2 separate regions of the Cricetulus griseus genome follow, and region 1 is linked to region 2. Evidence: chromatin contacts called from public Hi-C data. All regions are on one chromosome and are shown on one strand. Each heading gives the region's core, a stretch centred on a gene start, on an enhancer-like site or on the middle of the called end of the contact. The rest is flanking DNA. Distances are from core to core; before and after follow the strand shown. Region 1 holds the start of Nfat5 (nuclear factor of activated T-cells 5). Region 2 has its middle 79 kb from the start of Nfat5.

What was found. A called contact is a pair of places that touch in the nucleus more often than the background predicts.
Region 1: a contact with region 2 is called in a Hi-C map of fibroblasts, with 2.1 times the contacts expected there. The contact joins the promoter of Nfat5 here to the enhancer-like site in region 2. A contact is called at or near these places in 3 of 8 Hi-C or Micro-C datasets (the CHK-Q cell line, the CHO-K1 cell line and fibroblasts).

Annotation. Positions count from the first base shown.
Region 1 is chr3:183,602,385-183,608,795 of CriGri-PICRH-1.0, reverse strand. Nfat5 (nuclear factor of activated T-cells 5) reads right to left here and starts at 1,865. Exons shown (of 16, transcript XM_027405948.2): 1 at 1,436-1,865. The coding sequence starts at 1,508.
Region 2 is chr3:183,524,245-183,530,628 of CriGri-PICRH-1.0, reverse strand. No RefSeq gene overlaps it. Among named protein-coding and RNA genes, the nearest start is that of Nfat5, 79 kb to the left of the region's middle. Within about 2 kb of position 5,073, at least 1 of the 6 cell types and tissues checked has open chromatin away from gene starts, as enhancers often do. A contact at or near this core is called in fibroblasts, where this site is marked.

The sequences.
Region 1 (6,411 bases), core at 616-3,115, 81 kb before region 2:
TGGTGTTACTGTCTTGCCTATTTTTAGCATTCAATTGTACATCAGCCTTATTCTAAAGCTCACCTCTTGATATTTTCTGACACTTCAAACTACAATATTTCTAAGCTATTTCAGGTAATATCTGAGAAATATCCTACAGGATAATAACTGTCAACTAAAGTCATTAAAGCAACAGACAATGGCCTAACAGTTATGAAGTAGGGCTCTGTGTACAAACTCAATATAAAGTCAGCACCTTCCATGGTAAATCACATCCCTCTGACTCACTTAAACAATATGAATACACTAACGCCAGGCTTAAGTCCCTCGGTAAAATTATCTGGTGGATTTGTAAAACTAAAAAGAGGGGAAATGCTGGATTTCTCGGGAAAAGGGTTCACACCGTGGTATGTTTTAAAATATAAATGAATCGCTAAGAACAGACTTTTGCCCCTTCCACCGGTATAAGAATTGGCGATGAGTGCAAATGTGGGTATTTTTAGTTTGATACCCCTTGCAAAGGAAACCTGTTCTGACACATTCTTGTGGTGTCCAGTGTAGGAATTTAACCCCAGCAGAGATCACCTCAAGTGTTAATGTTTTAGATGCTGGGAATCCCCTGAAGGCCTTAGCCAAAATAGTTTTAAATGGGGAGCTGTGTTCATTGCCTCCTCTCTGCAAGGAGCCCTTGAACAGCAAAGAAGAGAAATTTCTCTAAGGGCAGGACTGTGCCCGAGCCTGGTACTCCAGGGAGAGGAATACAAGTAATCCAGGGAGGGCATCCCTATATTTGTAAAAGAAGTAATTAGAATGCCACGGAGGTGAAAAGACAGAAAAAAGAAAATTCGGGCCTTTTCCAGGCAAGACGATGACGAGGAAAGGAAGAACGCCTGGTTGAGGGGGGCCGTCCCGACATGGGGAGGGAGTGGATTAGGCCCGGGGGGGGGGGTAAGGACGACCGCGCACAAACAAGCCGAAAGAGGGAGAAAAAAATGGTGACCCTCAGCTCGGAAGCCGCTTGGGGCCACGCAGCCCGGCGTGTGGCAACTTTGCCGGGGAGGAGAGACCGGGAGACAGGAGCCGCGGCGTCCGGACCCCCTGGGCGCCCCAGCACCGGGACTAGTGGGGTGATTCCCGAGTCGGGGAAGGACTGGGCAGGCAGCCGACAGAGGGTGGCGGAGCCGGGAGCGGCGACCGTCAGGATGCGAACCTCCGGGGCCGCAGAGGACTCGGAGGGGGGGGGGCCGGAACCTGAGCCCCGGGCGCCCCGCGCTGCGCTGTGGAGGGGCCGCCGCTCCGCAGTTCCCGAATCTCCCCTAGCCCTCCGTGACGCCCCAGGGCCAGCCTGGGACTCTCGTGAGGGGCAACCCCGGCCGAGCCGGGCTCCGACGGGGACCCCCGGGACTCTGAGCGCCCGCGCTCCCCGCCCCCACGCCCCACCCCCCATCTGACTCACCTCGCGAGTACAGGGACTTGGGCGATTCCAGGTCTAGGTCCGCGCTGAGCAATGAGATGAAGTCCGAGGGCATCGCAGCTCGACCCAGCCCGGCCCGAGGGCAGCGGGAGGGGGGGAGCGGCGGTGGCGGCGGCACCTCCTCTCCGGGACCGCGGGCACCGAACCGGGGGCGGCGAGGCGAGGGCGGCAGCCGCTGCCTCCTCCTCCTCCTCCTCCTCGAGGGCAGTCACTTCCCACCCGGCCGAGCGACGAGAACGGCGGCGGGGAGTAGAGCAGCTCTGCGGAGTAGAGAACTGACTCCCGGTGAGTCCAGAGAGAAGAAGGTTCGGGCGGGGTAGGGGAGAGGGACAGCCAAAGAGTCCGTTTCGGGCTTCTCCTCAGCGCACACTGACTGCAGCCGCCACCGCCGCCGCCGCTGACAGGAATCTGAGCCCCGCCCCCTCGTGAGGCACTGCGCACGCGCGGAGGGGGGACTCCAGGAGCCCGGAAGAGCCTAGAGGCCGCCGGAGGGCGGACAGGCGCGCCACGGAACAGCATCAACAAGGGCTTCGCTTCCTGCCGTCGCTGCCGCGGCTGCTGCTGATCCCGGGCTGGGAATGGGCCCCGCCAGCAGGGAGGGAGGAGGGAGGAGGGAGGAGGGAGGCGGCCTGGCTTCTGGGGCCCCAAGAAGGGAAGAGATTTTTGCCACGACCTGGTGGCGGCGAGCCTGAGGCGGCCGGCCCTGCACCATGGTGTACGCAGGAGGACACCGACCCTGGGGAACCTAGATGTCTGCAAGGAAGAGAAAGACCTCCAGGGACTTGCAGCGACCGAGGCCGGCAGGCTTGAGCTTGCACAGGGGAATGGAGTTCCATGGCTTGGACAGCAACCCAGCCCTTCGGGGCTTTTCATAGCAGTTTCTGCAGTGAGCTGGCCCAAGGACTAGCAGACTCGTTTTTAATTAAGAAAGGGCAAACTATACTCTAACCCACCCTTTAAGTTATCGAATTTTGGGTTTTTTTGTTTGTTTGTGGATTTTTTCGTTTTGTTCTTGTTGATTTTTTTTTTTTTTCCGAGCCCCATCTGGCCTGGAGCTCACTATGTAGACCAGGCTGGCCTCAAACTCAGAGAGCTGTGCTTGCCTCTGCCAGGCATATACCAGGCTATTGGTTATTTTAATTAAAATATATCCCCCAGGTTCCCCAGACCATGTTTATGGCTACTGCGTTTATTTATTTAGACACATGGTATTGCTGTGTAGGTCTAGGTGGCCTGGAACTCACTATGTAGATTTAGATTGGCCTCAATGTTAGGGCAATCCTCCTGATTCGGCCTTCCAAATGCTCCTATTACAAGAGAGTACCACCATGCCTGGCTTTGATCATTTTAATTTTATTTATAATGATGTCTGTCTCTGATAGTGAATGCCCAAATTTATTCAAGAGTGGAAAATAAAAGACAATTTGAAAAATTGATCCTGTGAGTCTACCTAACTGAGAGAGAGGCAAACATAAAAGCCTATTCTTCCAAACAGGTTTTCACTTTTCATTATTCATTCAAGTGAGGATGGAGGATAAACATGTAAATGAGGGTTTTTGGCTAGTCTGTTCATGGGGGCTAAAAGTTTCCGTTGCAAAAACAAATCCTCACCTACACCACAGACTGTTTCCTGACTCTAATAGACTTCTGGGAAATTTTTAATCAAGTTATTAAAATATCAACTGAAGCACAGGGTGTGCATCTTGGGAAATAATTTTTAATTTTGTGTGGAGTATTGATGCCAGCAGCCACATGGGCAAGGTTTTTGAGGTATTCAAGATGGCTTGATTTATATTTCTATGTCTACAAAGCTAGTCACAAACCCTGAAACTCTGTCGATTTTATAGAATGTGTAAATCCAAAACAAAGCTTTGCCCCCTGTGAATCTGGCCACTTCATCAAGAGGACTTGGAATGTTTGTATTGGGTTAGAATCTCCAAGCAAAGGTATCTTCAGAGTGGACCCTTTAAAAGCTTCACCTACAGACCTAGCATTTACACTTGTGTCATCAGAAACTACCTATCCTTTCATCTAAACATCTGATAGGGGTTGCCCAATTTTCTTCAGTGAATTCTTAGTGATAATTAATCAACACTGTGAGCATTTTCCTCCATCAGAGGTAAGATTTTCAGATCCACCCCAAGATATAGAAGAGCCAAACAGGAAACTACCCTCAAACTTCTATGACCACTGCCCTCTGTTTTAACAAATCCCAAGTGAAGTCCCTTCATAACTTCTGAGAGCCCCACTCATTTGATAAGAGAAGATTCAAACTTCCTATTGCCCAACAGGCTAAGGCCAATTGAAATCCTATAGCTTTGAGTTGGAGTAAAACATTGGCTGGTGACCTAGCCCTTCCATTAGTCACTACATAATACATGAGGAGGAAATTGCATGCACCAGAGTAAGCCTCAGTACTGAGAAAGGGAGGTGAATCACTGAGCATATTCCTTTCCCCAAACCTATGAGACTGAAAGATACATAGGGTATAGGAAATCCCCTTTCTGGCTCTCATTAACAAGTCAAGTGTCAAAGTCTCTTCCCCTTTCTTCAGCTCTTCTCTGCCCTTATTGACTTTTTTTCCATTATGCTTTCTAGTTTATCCAGTTTTCTCTGATTAGAGAAAAGCAAAATGAAGAGGGATCCTCCAAAGTGTGACTTGGTTTTGACAGTTAATTCTCTAGATTGGGATTCCACGGGTCCAGGACCCACCACCCCAGCAGGCCCTGCACTTAATATTCTGTGTGTGTGTGTGTGTGTTTATATGTATATATATAAAATTTTTGAGACATTATCTTTCTCTGTAGCCTAAGTTTCCCTGCCATTAGGTATGTCGATCAGATCCTCCTCAAAAACACAATGGTCCTTCTTTCCCAGCCTCCAAGTGTTGAGATTATAAGCACAAGCCACCATGAATAGCATTTGTTATAACTAAATGAATACAGACACATTCTTTAAAAAAAAAAAAACTCTTTCAATTGACTTTTTAGAATTTACTTATTATTATTATTGTGTGTGTGTGTGTGCATGTATGTGGGCAAATGTGCCAGGGTGCATGTTTCAAGTCAGAAGACGACTTCCTGAAAGTTCCCTCCTTCCACCTTTATTGAGTGCCAAGGATCAAACTCAGGTCTCCAGGTTTGTGTGGCAAGTGCCTTTACTCATTGCACATCTTACCAGCCTGAAAAACTATCTAGAAGGAGATTTTTTTGTGTCCATGCTTTGTAACAGCATAGAAACCCAGATTTATTTCAAACATGGCTCACATCTATAATGCAAACGCTTACTAAGCTGAAGCAAGAGGATCATTACAAACCTGAGCTTACATTTGGACTACAGTTTGAGGCCTTGTCTCAAACAACAATAAAAGCAAATAACAAAAAAAAACCCTAGATTTTATTTTATTCCTTTCAATTTCAGTAACTTAATTCAAATGAGCCAAGTGTAGTGACTCACTCATACCTGAATTTTTTTTTTTTTTTTTTTTTTTTTTTTTTTTTTTTTTTGGTTTTTTGAGACAGGGTTTCTCTGTCCTAGAACTCACTCTCTATACCAAGCTGGCCTCAAACTCACAGAGATCCACCTGTCTCTGCCTCCAAAGTGCTGGGATTAAAGGCATGTGCCACCACCGCCCGGCTCATGCCTGATTCTTAACACAGAGAAATGTTGAACAAGAATATTGACAAGTTTTCAAAGCTGGCTTGGACTATATAGTGAGTTTAAGGCCAGATTGAACTATGTAGAGAGACTCTGTCTCCAACAAAAACAAGACTACTGTAGCTCAGTAGAATGTTTGCCTAGAATGGACTAAAATGTTGTAAAATGGACAAAGCCCTGGTTCAATTGTCTGTTCTGTATACACTGTGTTCGATGGAGTGCACTTGTGCACTTGCAATCCCAGTAGAGGCAAGAACAGATGTTCAAGATCTCCTTGGCTATATAACCCATGTGACCCTAGCCTGGGTTACAGGACACCCTGCCTCAAGAAATTAAGTAAATAAATAGTGAACTGAATGTGGAGATACATGCCTGTAACCCCAACACTCAGGAGGTGGAAGCCGGAGAATCAGAAGTACATGGGATCCTGTATCAAGAAGAAAACAAAAAACAGGTAGATGTGGAAGGGTGTGCAGTCAGCCCAGTGCTTGGGAGATAATCAGAAGTTCAAGACCATCTGAACCACATGAAACCTTGCTTCAAAACAACAAAATCAAAAGCAGCTTCGTGTGATGGTCTATGACTTTGACTCCTATACTTGAGAGGCAAGGCAGGCAGATGTCTGTGAGTTCCAGGCCAGCCAATGCTACCTATTGAGACCTTGTCTCAAAAACAAAAAAAAAAATTTGGATCATTGTATCCTTTATAAATTATATGTGACTTCTAGTCCTTCCAGCATTTCCCCAGGTGTTCATTAATGTCTCTGTTGCATTTGCTTTTATCTGGAATTCACATCATGAAATATTTTAGACACAACCCACAATCTGTACTTCATAAAATAGTGAAGACAAACAAGAACAACAAAAATTAAATCATTTAAACATCTAAAACTTGGAAATTACTGCTTCTAGTCAAAAATCACAACAGGTTCATGGAACAAAATGTATAGATGTGGTAATATGTACAACTCTTTTATAATACTTCCCAATCATATATCATATTCCCTAGTCATTTGGTAATTTCACAAGAACCCAGATTCAACTACAAGATTGCATAGATTACATAACAGAATGGCAGTTTTTATATCAGCAGTGCATTCTTTAACCCCTCCTGAACCTGCTTAGGCACTTTTGTAAACTGTGTAGCTGGATCTCCTGTAAATGAAAGAGGTTCAAATATCAACCACTGAAAAGAAATTAAATAAACTCATACAGAACAGAGGAATGTGTTGTCACAAGATCTGCAGAATCGTTATCCTTGTAGTACAATTAAGGCTGTTAAAATGATTTTAGTCACACATA
Region 2 (6,384 bases), core at 3,824-6,323:
TAGTGGTTTAGGGAGAGACCCTGCCACAAAGAAACACAAGGATAATAAAGGAGGACACAGGGTATCTTGCTTCTGTACATGAACAGGTGTGAGCACCAAATACACTACAACTCAGAGTGACAGATAGAAACACACACACACACACACACACACAAACACACACACACACACACACACACACACACACACACACACACACACACACGTTTATACAAGCCTGGCATGGTGGTGCATGCCCAAACCTCTTTATTTTGGGGGGGGGGAAGGACACCACCACCAGGCAAAGAAGTCATCCATCTGATCCCTTTGGAACTGGAGTTAAAGGTGACTGTGAGCCACCATGTGGGTACTGTGAATTGAAACTTGGTCTTCTGCAAGAGCAGCCTATACTTCATTTATTTATTTATTTATTTATTTATTTATTTATTTATTTATTTGTTCGTTTGTATATGTATAGAGTGTTCTGTCTGCATGTATGCCTGCAGGCCAGAGAGGGCATCAGATCCCATTACAGATGGTTGTGAGCCACTGTGTGGTTGCTGGGAATTGAGCTCAGGTCCTCTGGAAGAGCAACCAATGCTCTTATCCTCTGAACCATTTCTCCAGCCCCTGGTGAATGACTTTAATCCCAGCATTTGGGAGGCAGAACAGGCAGATCTCTGTGAGTTCAAGACCAGACTGGTATACAGAGTGAAGTCCAGACAAGAAAATACAAAAGTCTATATAGCAGTTAGCTATAATAATCCAAGTCTATAATTCCAGCAGCACTTAGGGGGCTGAGGCAAGAGGATAGCAAGTTTCAGATTAGCCTCCTGGGTTACATAGAAGCAGTCAAGGCCAGCCTGAACTACAGAGCAAGACTGCTTGAAGAAGGGAGGGGGTGGAAGGGGGAGGAAAGTGGCAGCTGTAGGTATAGCTCAGTTGGTAGAGTGCTTGCTTAGCATGTCCAGTGGGCAATCCTCTGTACCACATAAAACCACAAATGTTGGCACAAGCTGGTGAAGGCAGAAAGACCAGAAGTTTGAGGCCATCCCAGGCTACATAAACCCCTATCTAAAAAAAAAAAAAAAAAAAACAGATAAAAATCTCCACGCAGTCTTGGAATATAGCTGATACAGCACAATGGTAGAGCGCCTGCCAAATATGCATGTTCCAGGTTCACTCCAGTCCAGGTAACAATAGCAATAATGAAACAGGTGTCCTTTGTGGGGTGGGACTGTGGCATAATGGTAAAACTCCTGCCTGGCATGTGTAAGGGCCTGGGTTTGATCCCAAGCACCTCCTCAAAAACAATAATAGTATTCTCTAATATACAATAACATTGTCAATAAAACAAAAGCCAAGACAGACACAGTTACTTTTCCTGAAGGCTGTTGGCAGGATGCTGAGAGTCCTTCTAGATTTGGGTCTGTCACTGACAATCACACATCACACCATCAGTGTGAAGCCTGGATCCCAGGTATTATGCTATCCAGTGTGCTTTAATTTTTTTGTTCCATTTACATTTATTTGTTTGAGTGTGTGTGGTGTGAGCACATTCCACAGCATGCCTATTGAAGTTAGAGGACAATTTGTAGAAATTTGTTCTCTTCTTCCAACATGTGGGTCCCAAGGATTGAACTCAGGTCATCAGTCTTGGCAGCAAGCACATTTGCTCTCTGAGCCATCTCACCAGCCCATGCTTTTATTTCTTTTCAGGACTGGAGAGATGGCTCAGCCATTAAAGGCTAGGCTCACAACCAAAATTATGTTCTTTTCAGTAACATCTCCAACATTTTATCTTGGTGGTGTGCATTTATCCTTTTTGTTTTCTTTTTTCTTTGTTTGGTTTGTTAGCGGGTTGGTTGGTTGGTTTGGTTCGGTTTGGAGGTAGAGTCTCGTGTTGTCGCCCAGCCTAGCCTGCCTCAGCTTGCACATGCTCTTTCTTTACAGATCAGTAGCGCCCCAACTCCCTGTCTTGTGTCCTGGAGTGGCGAAAGAGGCCTCTTTAGCACCAACACTTTTTTTCTTATTTCTCCACAGCTATTTTGAAACAGCTTCTATGATTGTGGCATTTTCAGTCTAGATTGGCCCCACCCACCCTGCCAGTCCCTACCTCCAGTAGCCAGCTATGAAGACGGCACACTGGCTGGGTAGGGTCAGTTTCTTCTTGCCCTCTGTCTTTTTGTGATGTCTTTTCCGTCACACCTTTCCAGGTAGAGAGGGTGAACAGAGTAAGGCGCATTTCCAACGTACCAGGTGGAGCCCAGATTAGGAAGTAGGCAGCAGCAGGCACAGGAGCCACTTCCGGTCACATCTGGATCCCTCTCTCCTCCTCCAGGTGGTCAGCCACAGCTTCTTTGCTAACTCCTTTCCACCCACCTCAGTTCCAAACCCACTTCCGGCCACCACCTAACACATTCCTAAATTGTCCTTAGCCACCATGACCTTGTTGTTATCTTCCATAGGCAGACGATCCAGATGAGGAGCATGTCCTCAAGATGGAGTGGGTCTAGGGTGGGGGTTGGTAGTGGCGACACAGGGTGTGAGTCACAGTTGTCTCGGATAGTCTTGGAATTCACAACCCAGTACTTGGACCAAACCCAGAAACACCAGTTCAGGGCTTTGTTGGGGATGGGGGTGTGTCCATTCACTTTGAGGCCCCAGAGGCAGGTCTATCCACAGTCTCTTCCCTTGGACAGGATCACTGTTTGCTAGGGTGTTTTGTCCTCACCATGACACATTGCCTACTAGAAGCAAGAGATAGAGATGCATTCTGGCTCACAGTTCAGAGGATACGGATCATTGTGGTGGCAAAGGCGTGGTGGGAGCCAGGGCCACTCGCAGCAGTGGAAACTGGCTGGCTATCTTAGCAGTTGGGAGGCAAGGTACTGGGCCTGAATTGGATTGACCTGTATATGACCCTCAAGCTCCACCTTTATAATCCTAGGCCCTGTATCCAAAAGGTTTCAGCCTCTCAAAACAGTGCCACCAGCTGGAGGTTCGGTGTCTAAATACATGGGGTGGGATTTTACATTCGATTTTACATTCGAATCTCAACAGCCTAGGAATATGGGATGGCTATTGATGGGCACAGTTCCTTTTGGAGCAGTAGGTGTCTGGGATTAGATGGATACTTTGTAGGTATTACAACAAATCACTGAGCTGTCTGCCTTGGAACAGTGAATATGGGGGCTGAGCTGGTGACTCAGCAGTTAAGAGTGTGTACTGCTCTTGCAGAGGACCTGGGTTTGTGCTCCATGTCCTGACACCTACAGAAGATGTCAGAACTTAGTCCTTGAAAGCCAGATCTGAATGCCTCTATTTTTTTATTGTTGTTTGCTTTTCCTTCCTTTCTTTTTTCCTTTGTTCCTTCCTTCCTTTATTTCTTTTTTGTTTCGTTCTATTTTGAGGGGGTGAGGGACAGGATTTCTCTCTGTAGCCTTGGCTGTCCTGGAACTCTCTAGACCAGAATGGTCTCAAACTCACAAGAGATCCATACCTGCCTCTGCCTCTGAGTGCTGGGATTAAAGGCGTGCGTGATCATCTGGCTAAGATTTATTTTTTTGTGTGTGTATATGGGTGCTTTGTCTGCAAGTATGCCTATGCACCCAGTGCAATCTAGGTGCCCAAGGAAGCCAGAAGAGGGTGTTGGATCTTCTGTTACTAGAATTACAGAAGACAATGATATGCCATGTTGATGCTGGGAATTGAATCTGGGTCCTCTGGAAGAGCAGCCAGTTCTCTTAACCACTGAGCCATCTCTTCAGACCTGTTGTTTGTTTTTCATGCCAAGGTTTCTGAACAGCCCTGGCTGTCCTGGAACTCACTCTGTAGACCAGCCTGGTCTCGAACTCAGAGATGCACCTGTCTCTGCCTCCCGAGTGCTGGGACTAAAAGTGTGCAACACCACAGCTGGACAATCTCCACTTCTTCATAATAGACTTACAACTCCAACTGAAATGTCTTGTGGAAGGCACAGGATTTGTCCATCAGTCTGACTTCATTCATTCTAGAGTGGGTAAAAATCCCACTCTAGGAAGGAAAAGATGGTCATAGTTAAGAGCCGCTGGTTAGCCACAGGCAAACTCACTCTCTAGACAGCCCCAAGAACCCAAGGGGAGAAGACAAGTAGATCATGTTCTTTGTAACCCTGAGTGAAATTGCCACTGATTGTGCTAGAGGGCCAGTCTCTTCCTATGAACTGCTGTTCTAGTCCTTTCCCAATACAGTCCTCGCTAGCCAGGTCAGGTCAACTTTGCACATGCTACTTGCTTTCGGGGCACTCTCAAGGTTTGTGAGGACTGAGTGGCGCACAAAGCCATGGCTGCTGGAACAATGGCCCAGGAGGTCTTGTTGGAAACTTGGGTATTCTTCCCCCAAGCCTTTGTAGGTTACAATTGTCACCAAGAAGCAGGGATAAGATTCCTCTATGCATTAGAACTTCTGGAGCTAGAAAAAAAAATGGCTCAGCAGTTAGAGCACATATTGTTCTTGTAAAAGACCCAAGTTCAGTTCCCAACACCCATGCTGGGCAGCTCACAACCTCCTGTAACTCCACCTCTAGGGTATCCAACACCTCTGGCCTCTGTGGGCACTGCACATTCTAAAAGTCACACGCACTTCAAAATAATGAAAATAAATCTTAACAAAAGTAATAATTTGTCACCAGGATCTTGGTTTCTGGGTGTTCCTCCATGAAACACTAATAGCCATCATCAATTTCTCAGGTCAAAAGAGTCCAGACACATGATGTCAGCTCTGCCCTCCAGTCCAATCTAATTGATCTCACCCTAGTTTATCTATTACTACACAATGAGTCTATTTCTCTCAAGACCCACACTCTCTCTTTCTTCTTTAGATTTGTAGGCATTGTTAAATTTTGACCTTTGAGGAAAACCTTACAAAGACGCATTTCACCCTGACTCTCCTCAGCCCACCCTCACAGTTTCAGCAAATCAGCAGACACCCCCAATAGGAGACCAGAGTGGCTAAAATCCAGGGAGTCCTGGTGATCTTAGGGCCTCCTGGATGTGCTGAACTGGTCTCACCAGCCTCAGCTGATGTGGCAAGAATTGGAATCAGACAGACATAGCACTGGATGCCAACTCTGTCATTTGTTAGCTATGTGACCTTGGGCAATGTATCCGAGCTTTCTGACTGTCAATGCCCTTATCTAAACCCCAAAAACCAAACAAAAGAAACAAACTGTAAGAAATGAAACCAAGGCCAGAAGTCGGAGTATAGTGTGGTCATTGTAGAATAAAGGGATCAAAGCTATGCATCTGGCACTTAATAAGTATCAACTCTCTATCTCTCCTCCTGCTGCCTGCCATGGATGTTAGCACTCTACCAAGACAAGATCAGCCATGCACTTGCTCCTATTTCAATCTCCTGCAAGAGCAGGGACAGACAGCTTGGACAAAGAAGAGAGCTGTAACGTGGCCATTGAAAGCACATTATGCAGGCTAGGAATGTAGTTCAGTTGGTAGAGTGCTCGCTTGGCATGAACAAAGCCCTTCAATCGATCCCCAGCATGCTATAACCAGATGTGGGAGCACACACTGGCAATCCCAGAACTTGGGAGGTAGAGGCAGGAGGATCAGATGTTCAAGATTATTTTGGGCTACCTAGTAAGTATGAGGCCATTCTGGGCTACATGAGACCCTTTCTCAAAAGTGGCAGGTGCAGTGGTGCACACCTTTAATTCAGCATTTGAGAGGCAAGGCAGGTGCATCTCTGTGAGTTCGAGGCCAGCCTGGTCTACACATTGAGTTCAGGGCAGCCAGGGCTGCAGAGTGAGGCCCTGTTTTAAAGTTAATAAGTAAATAAACAGATGTCATAAGAGGAAGTCTCTATGAATTTTTTTTTTTTGAGACAGTGTTTCACTATGTAGCTCTGGGTGTCCTGGAACTCCCTGTGTAGACCAGGCTGGCCTATAACTTTGAGCTTACAGAGCTCCTCCTGCCTCTACCTCTTGGGTGCTGGGATTAAAGGCATGTGCCACCAAGCTGGGCTCTCTATGGGTTTTAACCACCATGGATTTGTAACAAATTAGGTACAAGGGGAGGAGAATTTTTTTTTTAAACAGTGTATATCCACTTGAAAAAGAATCCCCAGCCCTCTGCCTGATTTGCTACCAAAAAGGACCAAGCTATAATCACCCCCACTTACCTGGACCACTCGTCCACTTCTACTGTAATAGTCTCCTCTCTGTGGAGACCAGCTCTAAAAATGCAAACAGCATCCTACTCTTCACTGTCTGTCACATTATAATAAAATCCCAACTTCCGAGTCTTGGAAAGGCTTACAAAGCCCCATGTGATGGAGCCCCTGCTCTCTTCTCATCTCCTACCCCCATTTCCTCATTCTGCCAGTCTTGAGGATTTTCCAATTCTTTAAGCA